Regions from separate parts of the Mus musculus genome. Here region 1 is linked to region 2. Evidence: chromatin contacts called from public Hi-C data. All regions are on one chromosome and are shown on one strand. The core of a region is the stretch at or near the end of the contact, and the rest is flanking DNA. Distances in the headings are between cores, read along the strand shown.

Evidence for each region. A called contact is a pair of places that touch in the nucleus more often than the background predicts.
Region 1: a Hi-C map of myocytes shows a contact between it and region 2, with 1.8 times the contacts expected there. The contact joins two enhancer-like sites. A contact is called at or near these places in 5 of 484 Hi-C or Micro-C datasets (adipose-derived mesenchymal stem cells, cerebral cortex, embryonic fibroblasts and 2 more) and 1 of 115 datasets of contacts at active chromatin or transcription factors (embryonic fibroblasts).

Annotation. Positions count from the first base shown.
Region 1 is chr1:12,621,936-12,628,835 of GRCm38.p6, forward strand. No RefSeq gene overlaps it. Among named protein-coding and RNA genes, the nearest start is that of Gm17644, 42 kb to the right of the region's middle. Within about 2 kb of position 1,501, at least 26 of the 459 cell types and tissues checked have an H3K27ac peak or open chromatin away from gene starts, as enhancers often do. A contact at or near this core is called in muscle stem cells and myocytes, where this site is marked.
Region 2 is chr1:12,287,810-12,294,437 of GRCm38.p6, forward strand. No RefSeq gene overlaps it. Among named protein-coding and RNA genes, the nearest start is that of Gm22633, 84 kb to the right of the region's middle. Within about 2 kb of position 4,217, at least 14 of the 459 cell types and tissues checked have an H3K27ac peak or open chromatin away from gene starts, as enhancers often do. A contact at or near this core is called in muscle stem cells and myocytes, where this site is marked.

The sequences.
Region 1 (6,900 bases), core at 251-2,750, 330 kb after region 2:
TTTCTACCCAAAATATTTCTATTTATTTTCCCCTGCCCAACAATTTATATTGACAGATGTCTTGACCTAATGAAAAGCTGTAAAGACTCTGACAATAAAACTCTATCTAACCTTCATACCAACCCAGAAATTGTAAGCACTATAGCACATTCTGAGCACTGAGTGCCGAGAGAATGTTGACAGAGATTTCAGAAAGAATTGCTGAAATCATGGCCCTTTAAGTATTTTGTCCTGTCTGTGTGAAGACTCAAGGTAGATTCTTTCAACTTGTTGTTCCTGTCTTGGCCTCGGCAGTGTCAAGGGTCTGGACCGCTTGTCTCAGAGGGTGTCCTACAGTTGTCTGATCTCTTCCTTGGGGTGAAATACAGGTTGAGCAGTGAAAGCCGTACTGTCTTGGTGCTCCTGTGTGATACTGCTTTCAAGAGGATCTATTCCAAGCCACTACGGTGATGTATCTGATGCCTTGGTGAATGTAGCTTCTGTCAGCTCTCCCATTTAAAGGCCTACTCACTTCTTTGTAATTAATGCGTGCTTTTAAGCTCAACTGCTTATCATTGTTTGAACCAAACGATATACTTGTGCCTGTAAACAGCAATTTTCCCATTCTGGTCCACATTTAATTAGCTGGGATTTTTCCTGAAGCACTTTGTATCCTTCCCTTTCCCCTTAGCTTTTGTTATTGCTATATCAGTATTGATAGACAGATCCCCTTTAACTAGCTGACTCATTTGATGCTCGACTTGGGCCAGCTTGGGTCAGTGCATGCTCCTGAAAGCTCATGCTGTGCCCCTTCAACATACCCATGCTCTTCTTACAAGATGTGTGGTGTTCACCTTAATGGCTTCATCTGCAACTTGGAACCAGCTTCGGTTTTGGTCTTGGTGCCGGAAGGGGGGGGGGGGGCGGGAGGGGGCTCCACCAGGAAGGATGTTAAAGGCTAAGGTGGCTTTGCTGAAAGTGCTCATCTTTTCTTGACCATTCTTGCTTTAAGGCCTTGCAGCAGGGCAGGCTATAAAGTGGATTTTTTTGAATGAAAATTCAACTTACACCTCTTGAAACTCCTGTCCAGATTTTTCTTCATTCCACCACACATGTATAGCTCCGTTTGTCCCGCTTCTCTTATATTGTGGAACAGTTTCCTCAGAGATTGAAATAGTTCACCCTGGAGGGAAACTCTTTAAACAGAAAGAAGATAAACTACTCAAAATAGCTTCAGGATGTCCCTGAAGCAGACCAGATTCACTAGGCCCTGCCAGAGCAAGCAATAAAAGCTAAGAGTCCTTCTCAGAGCAGATAAGCTTCAAAGAACACTCTTGAGACCAGACCAGCTGTCTGGAAAAAGCAGAAACCAGCCAAACTGCCTGGAAGTGGTTTTAGAGCCACTGAGTCACTTGAAAAGGATGCTTTCCAACCAGATGAGCCGCCTTCAGGATGTGCAACATGCTCCAGGTTTCCAGCTGCTGTGAGAAGTCACCAGCGCTAGGGTGGGTTTAAGTGATGCGGCTGTCTCTGAGTCATATCTGCTACTGTAAGAAACTCCTCAATTCTTGTAAGTAACCACAACGAAACTCACTGACTAACCAAGTTGGACTTTACTGGTGTCTGAAAGACTCTAGCTAGTCCAGACATGGCAAACATGGCTCTGGCAGGCCTTGTTCTTCTCCCCCATTTCCTCTGACTTGCTAAAAACCATTAGGCTGCATTCATAAAGGTGGCCACCAAGGTCTATTCCATGATTTGGCCATTTCCTCCTTCTGAGGCTGACTACCAAGGCCCAGCTATCAAAGTACTGAAGTCAAGCAATAAAAAGCACCCTTTATCTCACCTAATTAACATGCCCAATTAAAATTAAACAACTCATCCTTACACAGGGTTTCCCCCTTCACCTTTATGAACCACCATTTTCCTGTGTGTCTCCTTTCTATCCAGAGGCAGTCCCACACTCTGGGACAAATGCCCCTGCCCCATCTCCCTTGTTTCCTTCCCCTTCTTCCTCAGTCTCTATCTCCTGTCTTGGTCTCTTATTCCCTGCCCTCTGTTCCTCTGGGTCAAATACGATTTGTGCTGAGAACTTAGTCTGAGATCCTGAGCCATACCCATCTCTTACAATATCTATACTTTGGTCTGTTATGGGTTTCCTATCTGAACTAAGTAGACATATGGTTTCACCTCCCAGAAAAAGTTTTGTCACACAACAATTTCCTATTGCTGTAATAAAGACCACAGCCAAGCATCATGTGCAGTGGCACACAGCTTTAATCCCAGCATGTGGGAGGCAGAGACAGGTGTATCTCTGTGAGTTCAAGGCCAGCCTAGTCTATTTAGTGAGTTCTAGGACAGCCAGAACAAGATATTGAAACTCTATTTCAGAAAAAAAAAGGCAAAAAAAAGGGGGGGGGGAGTTTATGTGGCTTATACTTCTATTATCACTGAGAGAAGTCAGGGCAGGAACTCAAGGCAGAAATGTGGAGGCAGGAGCTGGCACATAGGCTACAGGGGAGTGCAGCTTATTGGCTTGTTCCTCATGATTTGCTGAGATTGCTCAGCTTGCTTTCAAATAGCACCCTGTGCTGTGCACTGTGGGGCAGCATTACCTATATCAATGGTTAACCAAGAAAATGTCCAAAGACTTAACATACTTTTCAATTCTTCTCTTATAATTTTCCCATCTAGCAAGAAAAAGTCAAGGAGGGCACTGTGCATCCTACGTAATCATGGCATCACTTGAAGATGTAATTAGTCTCAGTTACATACCACAACTTCCTAATTCTTTTAGTTTGTATCTGTGTGAGGTCAGCATACACATGTCCATCAGAGGACATCCATGAGACATCAGTCCTTACCTTGTTCTTTGTTTCAGACAGGATCTTTTCTGTTTTATCAATGAATATACCAGGAGAGCACACAGGATTCTCTAGCGTCTGTGTTCCCTCTCACCATGGGATCACAAAGTTTTCAGAGGGCACCACTATGCCCACTTTGACACAGGTTGTGGGCATTCAAATCATGTCTTCAAACTTCCACAAGAGCTTATCTCTCTGAAACATCTCTCCAGTCCCTTATCCTTAAATTCTTAATTTTTAACCTATCATTCTTCTAGCTAAATTAAACATTTACGCAGCTCTTTAAGGGAACTCTATGTTTTTTGAGAATGGGACATATCCGTGATTTTTTTTTTTGGAGGGAGGGGGCATGTTTTAGTTCTGAAATTTTAAATCTCATTATCCTCTTACTGAATTTATTCTAGATATCTTACAATTATATTTATAATGTTGGGGAATAAAGTGTTATAGTATTCCCTTTTGGGCTAAAGTATAAATCAGCATGCCTATTTTGGAAAGGGCCATTTTGCTAAAGTATCTCATAACTCAATACGTTTTTGTTTTGTTTTGTTTTTTGTATTAGATATTTTCTTCATTTACATTTCTAATGCTATCCCCTTTCCTAGTTTCCTCTCGAAAAGTCTCCAATACCCTCTCCCTGCCCTGCTCCCTAACCCACCCACTCCTGCTTCCTGGCCCTGGCATTCCCCTGTACTGGGGCATGTAAAGTTTGCTAGACCAAGGGCCTCTTCTCCCATTGATGGCTGACTAGGCCATCCTCTGCTACATATGCAACTAGAGACACAGCTCTGGGGGTACTGGTTAGTTCATATTGTTGTTCCACCTCTAGGGTTGCAGACCCCTTTAGCTCCTTGGGTACTTTCTCTAGCTCCTTCATTGAGGGCCCTGTTCCATCCAATAGATGACTGTGAGCCTCCACTTATGTATTTGCCAGGCACTGGCATAGCCTCAGAAGAGATAGTTATATCAGGGTCCTGTCAGCAAAATCTTCCTGGCATATGCAAAAGTGTCCCCATTCTAAAAAAGAACAAAGTATCCACAATTTGATCTTCCTTCTTCTTGAGTTTCATGTGTTTTGCAAATTGTATCTTGGGTATTCTAAGTTTCTGGGCTAATATCCACTTATCACTGAGTACATATCATGTGTGCTCTTTTGCGACTGGATTACCTAACTCAGGATGATATCCTCCAGATCCATCCATCTGCCTAAGAATTTCATAAATTCATTGTTTTAAATAGCTGAGTAGTACTCCATTGTGTAAATGTACCACATTTTCTGTATCCATTCCTCTGTTAAGGGACATCTGTGTTCTTTCTAGCTTCTGGCTATTATAAATTAGGCTGCTATGAACATAGTGGAGCATGTGTCCTTATTACAAGTTAGAACATTTTCTGGGTATATGTTCTGGAGAGGTATTGCTGGATCTTCTGGTAGTACTATGTCCAGTTTTCTGAGGAACTGCCAGACTGGCTATACCAGCTTTCAATACCACCAGGAATGGAGGAGTGTTCCTCTTCCTCCACATCCTCACCAGAATATGCTGTCACCTGAATTTTTGATCTTAGTCATTCTGACTGGTGTGAGGTAGAAACTCAGGGTTGTTTTAATTTGCATTCCGCTGATGATTAAAGATGTTGAACATTTTTTCAGGTGCTTCTCAGCCATTCTGTATACCTCAGTATAGAATTCTTTGTTTAGCTCTGTACTTCATTTTTAATAGGGTTTTTTGATTTTCTGGAGTCCAACATCTTGAGTTCTTTGTATATATTGGATATTAGTCCACTATCAGATTTAGGATTGGTAAAGATCCTCTCCCAATCTATTGGTAGCCTTTTTGTCTTATTAACAGTATCTTTAGCTGTACAGAAGCTTTGCAATTTTATGAGGTCCCATTTGTCGATTCACGATCTTATAGCACAAGCCAATGCTGTTCTGTTTAGGAATTTTTTCCCTGTGCCCATATCTTCGAGGCTTTTCCCCACTTTCTCCTCTATAAGTTTCAGTGTCTCTGGTTTTATGTGGAGGTCCTTGATTCACTTAGACTTGAGCTTTGTACAAAGAGATGAGAATGGATCAATTCTGGCTGGGGAAATGGCTGAGCAGTTAGGAGCACTGACTGCACTTCTGAAGGTCCTGAGTTCAAATCCCAGCAACCACATAGTGGCTTACAACCACACGGAACAAGATCTGACACCCTCTTCTGGAGTGTCTGAAAACAGCTACAGTGTACTTACATATAATAAAGTTTGAGTTATTTTTATATTCAGCTATTGCACTGAAGCTGTTTACCAGGCTTAGGAGTTCTCTGGTGGAATTTTTAGGGTCACTTATATATACTATCATATCATCTGCAAATAGTGATATTTTGACTTTTTCATTTCAATTTGCATCCTCTTGATCTCCTTTAATTGTCTAGTTCCTCTGGCCAGGATTTCAGGTACTATATTGAACAGGAAGGAAGAAAGTGGGCAGCCTTGTCTAGTCCCTTATTTTAGTGGGATTGCTTCAAGTTTCTCTCCATTTAGTTTAATATTGGCTATTGGTTTATTGTATATTGCTTTTGTTATGTTTAGGTATGGGCCTTGAATTCCTGATCTTTCCAAGACTTTTATCATGAATGAGTGTTGGATTTTGCCAAATGCTTTCTCAGCATATAAAGAGATGATCATGTGGTTTTTGTCTTTGTTTATATGGTGGATTATGTTGATGGTTTTCCATATATTAAACCATCACTGCATCTCTGGGATGAAGCCCTACTTGATCAAGAAGGATGATCGTTTTGATGTGTTCTTAGATTCCGTTTGTGAGAATTTTATTGAGGATTTTTGCATCGATATTCCTAAGGGAAATTGGTCTGAAATTCTAGTTCTTTGTTGGGTTTTTATGTTGTTTAGGTATCAGAGTAATTGTGGCTTCATAGATTGAATTGAGTATAGTACCTTTTGTTTCTATTTTGTGGTATAGCTTGAGAAGAATTAAAATTAGGTCTTTTTTGAAGTTCTGATGGAACAATGCACTAAACCCATCTGGTCCTGGGCTTTTTTTGGTTGGGAGACTATTAATGACTGCTTCTATTTCTTTAGGGGATATTGGACTGTTAAGATCATTAATGTGATCCTGATTTAACTTTGGTACCTGGTATCTATCTAGAAAATGTTCCATTTCATCCAGGTTTTCCAGTTTTTGTGAGTAAAACCTTTTGTAGTGGAATCTGATGATGTTTTGGATTTCCTAAGTATCAGTTGTTACATCTCCCTTTTCATTTCTGATTTTGTTAATTAGGATGCCGTCCCTGTGCCCTCTAGTGAATCTGGATAAGGGTTTATCTATCTGGTTGAATTTTCTCAAAAAAACAGCTCCTGGTTTGGTTGATTCTTTGTATAGTTCTTTTTGTTTCCACTTGGTCAATTTCAGCCCTGAGTTCCATTATTTTCTGCCATCTATAATTCTTGGGTGAATTTGCTTCCTTTTGTGCTAGAGCTTTTAGATGTGCTGTCAAGCTGCTAGTGTATGTTCTCTCTAGTTTCTTTTTGGAGGCACTCAAAGCTATGAGTTTTCCTCTTAGGACTACTTTCATTGTGTCCCATAAGTTTGGGTATGTTTTGGCTTCATTTTTCATTAAACTCGAAAAAGTCTTTAATTTCTTTATTTCTTCCTTCACCAAGTAATCATTGAGTAGAGTGTGGTTCAGTTTCCATGTGAATGTTGGCTTTCTATTATTTATGTTGTTATTGAAGATCAGCCTTAGTCCATGGTGATCTGATAGGATGCATGGGATAATTTCAATATTTTTGTATCTGTTGAGGCCTGTTTTGTAACCAATTGTATGGTCAATTTTGGAAATGGTACCATGAGCTACTAAGAAGAAGGTATATCCTTTTGTTTTAAGATAAAATGTTCTGTAGATATCTTTTAAATCCATTTGCTTCATAACTTCTGTTAGTTTCAGTGTTTATCTGTTTAGTTTCTGTTTCCAGTATCTGTCCATTGATGAGAGTGGGATGTTGAAGTCTCCCACTATTATTATGTGCTGTGCAATGTGTGTTTTGAGCTTTA
Region 2 (6,628 bases), core at 2,967-5,466:
AAGTCCTGAGGGGCTGCCGCACCAGGCAAGGAGACCAGGCAAGAGGAAGCATAATTCATAAAATTACACACAACAGTCTCAATCAAACCCAGAGCTCACTGATATGGCTAGATTTGCTAGCCGGTTTATCCTAGAGATGTGTTATTTCTGCCTTCTGAGGCTGGGGCTATAGATAGGTCACTATACTCACCTCATATTTTTGTGGTTTCTCAGGGATCTAATCTTCCCTAGTCCTTTTGCTTGCAGAGCAAACACTTTAACCTCTGAGTCATCTCACAAGTCTGTGGCTTTGTGGATGAATATAAAACTTCCTAAGATACTTAATCCTCTTTAAACAACCATGTTTCTTCTAGGTACTGATAGTTTAAGTGCTTACCAATGTGCCAGTATAGACTTGTGTACAAAAAATTCAAAATAAACTTAATTATGCTCTGATCATATCATTTTAACTAATGAAATACTAAAGGAATATGTTAAGTAAAGGGTTTAACAAAGATTTCAGAGAATAATATTATATAGTTGAAAAAATGTTTTTGTTTGTTTTTTTTAATGTGAAGGAATGATCCTGGTGAAAGACTTGGAGAATTAAACAGAAATGTCTTAAGTACACTCCACTTTGCCAGCTCTGCACAGTAACATATAATTCTAGGTTAGAATATGAAAAGAAGCTCAGCCTGTTCTTAAGAAGCATTAAAGTGGGGAAAAGAGAAGAGTTAGTGAAACTTAGTTCACAATACTTACATTATCTTTATCTGTCTAAGTAAACCTCCTACATATATCTTCTACATGTATCAGTGTGACAGTAATTAGATGAGAGAAGTTCTGAGAGTGTTTTGTCACCCCACTGCCAACTCACACATGATGTCATAAATTAGGTTAAGTTTAAAGTACAAAGTGCAGCAGTTAGTTGTGTGAAGCTCCTTAGTGAGTGGTGTTTTGAGTAACCCTCCCCGACATATGCAGCTGCAGCACCTGAGCTATAAGAACCAATATTTGACTCCTTGTCAGTATGACCTGTGATGGATAATTCTTCCCGGTAAAGAATAACTACTTTATAACTTGTTCTGAGTCAAGGTTTCACTCCATCTGGTACATTTATTGCATCGGCTCTTCTCCATTTTTAAAAAGCAATCTCTGTGGAGGGGTTAGTACCTGCTACCACAGATGGCCTGCCTGAAAGACTAGGCAACCTGTGAGAAGCACCTGAAAAAATGTTCAACATCCTTAATCATCAGGGAAATGCAAATAAAAACAACCTTGAGATTCCACCTCACACCAGTCAGAATGGCTAAGATCAAAAATTCAGGTGACAGAAGATGCTAGCAAGGATGTGGAGAAAGAGGAACACTCCTCCACTGCTGGTGGGATTGCAAGCTTGTATGACCACTCTGGAAGTCAGTGTGGAGGTTCCTCAGAAAATTTGACATAATACTACCGGAAGATCCAGCAATACCTCTCCTGGGTATATATCCAGAAGAAGTTCCAACTGGTAATAAGAACACATGTTCCACTATGTTCATAGCAGCCTTATTTATAATAGCCAGAAGCTGGAAAGAACCCAGATGTCCCTCAACAGAAGAATGGACACAAAAAATGGGGTACATTTACACAATGGAGTAATACTCAGCTATTAAAAACAATGGATTTATGAAATTCTTGGACAAGTGGATGTATCTGGAAGATATCATCCTTAGTGAGGTAACCCAATCACAAAAGATATGTACTCACTGATAAGTGGATATTAGCCCAGAAACTTTGAATATCCAAGATACAATTTGCAAAACACAAGAAAATCAAGAAGAGGGAAGACCAATGGGTGGATACTTCATTCCTCCTTAGAATAGGGAACAAAATACTCATGAAAGGAGTTACAGAGACAAAGTTTAGAGCTAAGATGAAAGGATGGACTATCCAGAGACTACCCCACCCGGGGATCCATCCCATAATAAGCCACCAAACCCAGAAACTATTGCATATACCAGAAAGATTTTGCTGAAGGAACCCTGTTATACCTGTCTCGTATGAGGCTATGCCAGTACCTGGCAAATACAGAAGTGGATGCACACAGTCATCTATAAGATGGAACACAGGGCCCCCAGTGGAGAAGCTAGAGAAAGCACCCAAGGAGCTGAAGGGATCTGCAACCCTATAGGTGGAACAACAATATGAACTAACCAGTACCCCCAGAGCTCATATCTCTAGCTGCACATGTAGCAGAAGATGGCCTAGCCGGCCATCACTGGGAAGAGAGGCCCCTTGTTATTGCAAACCTTATATACTTCAGTACAAGGAAATACCAGGGCCAAGAAGTGGGAGTGGGTGGGTAGGAGAGCAGGTCAGAAGGAGGGTATAGGGAAATTTCGGGATAGCATTTGAGAGACGAAAGGATGGACCATCTAGAGACTGCCAGACCCAGGGATTCATCCCATAATCAGCCTCCAGACACTGACACCATTGCATACACTAGCAAGATTTTTGTTGAAAAGACCCAGATATAGCTGTCCCTTGTGAGGCTATGCCAGGGCCTAGCAAACACAGAAGTGGATGCTCACAGTCAGCTATTGGATGGATCACAGGGCCCCCAATGGAGGAGCTAGAGAAAGTACCCAAGGAGCTAAAGGAGTCTGCAACCCTAGAGGTGGAACAACAATATGAACTAACCAGTACCCCCCCAGAGCTCGTGTCTCTAGCTGCATATGTATCAGAAGATGGACTAGTCGGCCATCATTGGGAAGAGAGGCCCATTGGTCTAGCAAACTTTATATGCTTTAGTACAGGGGAACACCAGGCCCAAGAAGTGGGAGTGGGTGGGTAGGGGAGTGGGGGGGATGGTATGGGGGACTTTTGGTATAGCATTGGAAATGTAAATGAAGAAAATACCTAATTAAAAAAATTTTTTTAAAATCACAATAAGATGCAAATAAAACAGGATTAAAAAAAAAAAAAGACTAGGCAGCCTGGTTGAAAAGTCAACAGTCAACAGACTCTTTTTAGCTTGATAGGTAAGTAGGTATTGACAAGCCCTTTACAAGCCAATACATAGAAAATATAACAAATCTCCTATGATAGGTGCTGCCTTTGCCTTTTGGGGATGTGTACTTTCTTCTGTCCAAGCATCTTGACCCATGTCAAAGAGGAGCAGAATTAAACTCCCTCTCTGTGGCATTCAAATCTGATATGGGAAGCACGGGACACATGCTAGATTACACACTTCCCCAGGGTTCGCCACCATGAACTAGGAGGTACGAACATTGCCTGTCTTTGGGTATTAAAATCATATCTAACACTGACAAACACAGTCTCTTCAGAGGGAGGAAGACCAAGCCCCTCTCTACAGGGAGTGTGAAGCCATATAAACCCAGGAAGAGAAAAAAACTCTGACTTTGTTTGAGGACCAAGATTAGCTCTGCCACTACCCTCTTTGGGTCTAACAGAATCCCTGGCCCCATTTTTGGTATTTTTCCCTGATTTGCTTTGTGGAAACAAGAGCTATACATCAGTTATCACATGAAGCAGCATATGTGAAGACAGTTGCATAAAGGAATCATTAACTCATCCCACTATTGAAAATTAATATCACCAGAAGTAATTCTTCTTATAGTATCAAACATTAAAGTCCTTTCAAGTCTCCATAGAATGTTGAGAAGGGAAAAAATGAAAACCTCAGAATGGAAACCTCTAGCTGAGCATTAAAATGAGAATGTGGAAGCAAACAGACTGCATCATTTCTTTTGCATTATTTCTGCCACTTGGAGCCAAGAATATGGAGCTGAATCAATATGTGCACACTCCCTAAGTCCTGGAAACATGGACCAAGGAAAAGCTATAGCACAGGGTTCTCTGGGTAAGCACCACAGCATGTGCCTACATATTAAATTGAAAACTACCCTTAACAAGTCTGTCATAGTTATTATTTTCTCTATAATTCACTTGGGTTTTGGTACTTAAACAAGCCATTCAGTGTTTAACTGAAGACAGATTCTGGTCACCACCTTTCCCATGTATATAAAAACAAATCCAATTCTTTGTAGAACTTTTCTGTGATTCATCCTCTCTTCTGGCAATGCCTCAAAGTCTATGACCTTGCTTGAGACTTCTGATGTGTCACAACTCACTACAAATTCACAAAAGACCCAGACAATCAGCCAGCAGTTTACAGTGTCATCAGGGAAAACCCTGTGGAGTGTTATGGGAACCATGGGGAGGAGGCAGCGGTCTTCTGGAATGCAGGGAAGGTCCAAGAAGGCCTGTGACAGCTGCATCTTCCTGTGACAGCAGGAGCAGTGCAGTGCCCTTCCCCAACTTTCAATTTCTCTTCCCTTTCTTATCTCCATTTGAAACTGGGGACCCTTGGAGTATTGCATGACTCCTCTGTGCCAAGAATTGGAATCAGAAAGTATTGACTTAAAGTCCAAGAGCAGGTAAGGAAAGCTGCGGCATGAAAACCACATTTTATAGAAAACTGGAACCGGATGAAACAATATGCAAAGCAAGATGACCAGAAGAGAGAATGTCTGTTTTATATTCCTGCGTAGCATTTACATTTTTTGTTCCAAAACCACTTTTTAAACATTATTAATTCTGAAGGTATCGCATAGGTCCAGGAACAGTGCCAGCTTTTCGGGGCATGGAGCTGTGAAGCTCCACTATGCAGGTTTTTAATCATTTCAATTCCAACATTAACTTTCCACAGACTGTTCACGTTAGTGACTGCTAATTAACATTAGCTGATCGGGGAAAGGCAGGTTTACAGATGATCATGTTGTTTTCAAGCACAAGCCCTTAAAAAAAGTTTAATGGTGGAAACAAAAGGCATCTAAGAACAGAAGCTTCTGGAAGAACATCTTGTTCTTGCCTCTCCTGGGTCATGCCTTCCTGTCTGGCCTTCTGTTTAAGAGCCATGTTTCTGAAGACATAACTGTGGACAGTTTTGCCCGTGGCTGTGAGGTGATTGGAGATGCAAGCTCTGGCACAACACTTGATCTTTGACCTCTTGGTGCTTGGCTTCTTGCCAATAGTAACTGGCAAGTAGTGTGATGGTGGTCAATCTCAGGCACCAGAGTGCTGCTGCAGAGGAGCCATTACTGTTCTTCACAACAGCAGCTTTGCATCAAGAGCAGTGAGGAGGACCAGAATCAGCACACCTCAGGGGTCACAAACCCATTTCCTTTCATGATGTCAGTAACAAGCATGGGCAACAGCAGAAATCCGCCATGTTTACTTTCCCCAAAGCAATAAATGTGCACGTGTGCATATGCTACCAAAGCTGAACTAGGGACCAATGGAGCAAGCTCATGCTAGGGCCTTCAGCCTTTATATTTTTGTTGTTTTAAGGCTAGAAAGATAAAACCATCAGGATGGCTCAGTGTAAAAAGCACTTGTGTTAACCCTCAGAACTTACTTAAGAGCTGGGCAGGCATTACAGATGCTTATACTAGTTGTATTGGTAAGTTCTGAGTTCAAGTGGGAGACCCTGCCTCAGTAAAGAAAGAAAGATTCCTGGCATCAGTTTGAGGCCTCTGTATTCACAATACATATACATATACCCACACATATACACATGTAAGCCCACCTACATGTGACCACACAGACATACACATATTATATGCACATACACAAAAAGTAAAATAAAGGCCAGAAAAGTTTGCTACATATACTGAGTGAATATTCCTAGTTTCAGTTATTTTTGTTCATTGCCTTTTCATCTGGGACATTATTAAAACATTCTTTGCTACATGCAATAATTTCAGGGTTGCCACTTTACAAAGAGGAGTCTAAGTGATATCTAAAAGTGACTCCCATTTCTGCTAATTCTAAACATTACCCATATATGTTAAGTTCACTCTGTGGTCAAAGAAAGGGTAAATCGCCATGCCTTGTTACACAAATTCCTGGAAGAATGGTGCATGCACAAATTGTTTCTGTGATACCATATGAGCAAAGAATGAGAAGAAAGTGGTAAGAACAGAAATGGACAGACCTAAGGTGGAGGGAGTATCGTAGAAGGATGAGAAAAAGGAAACAAAATAAAGAACAAATAGGAGCAAACTCAGTTATCCATACAAGACTTACAAGAAACGAAGATCAAGGTGAAGGGATATTTCTGTATAGGAGGAAAGAGCCTATAGGACCTGATTAGCTCTCGAAAACAGAAAAGCTTCCAACATCATCTCTAAGTTGCTTTCTGCTAAAACCTGTATTTAAGTATCCTGCAGAAGGCTGGCTTTATTTAAATTCATTGTAGTCATCTTTGCCCAGTCACCCTTGCATGCCCAAAACAGTTGCAGGTACTATGCATATACTCTGTACCTCTGCCTCTCACACATGCTCTCTTCCTAGTATCTACTTGGTATGGAACAGAGTAAATGAAGTCCTGAGGAAAGGTTACATAGTTGACATACACATGGTCATGCAAAGAACCTCAGAGCCTCAGACACACTGAGGCATGGCAAAGCCTACCCTGTGAGGTGATACACACAGGGAAATGGCAAAAACCTTTCCCTAGGGACCCAATATTAGTGTTGGCTCTGTGGGCAGAAAACAAACATCATAGCCTTTTGTCTCCAGATATCTGTGGCCTAAAGATTGCTCTAATACATAGATGGTTCCTACTGAGATTAGCTAAACC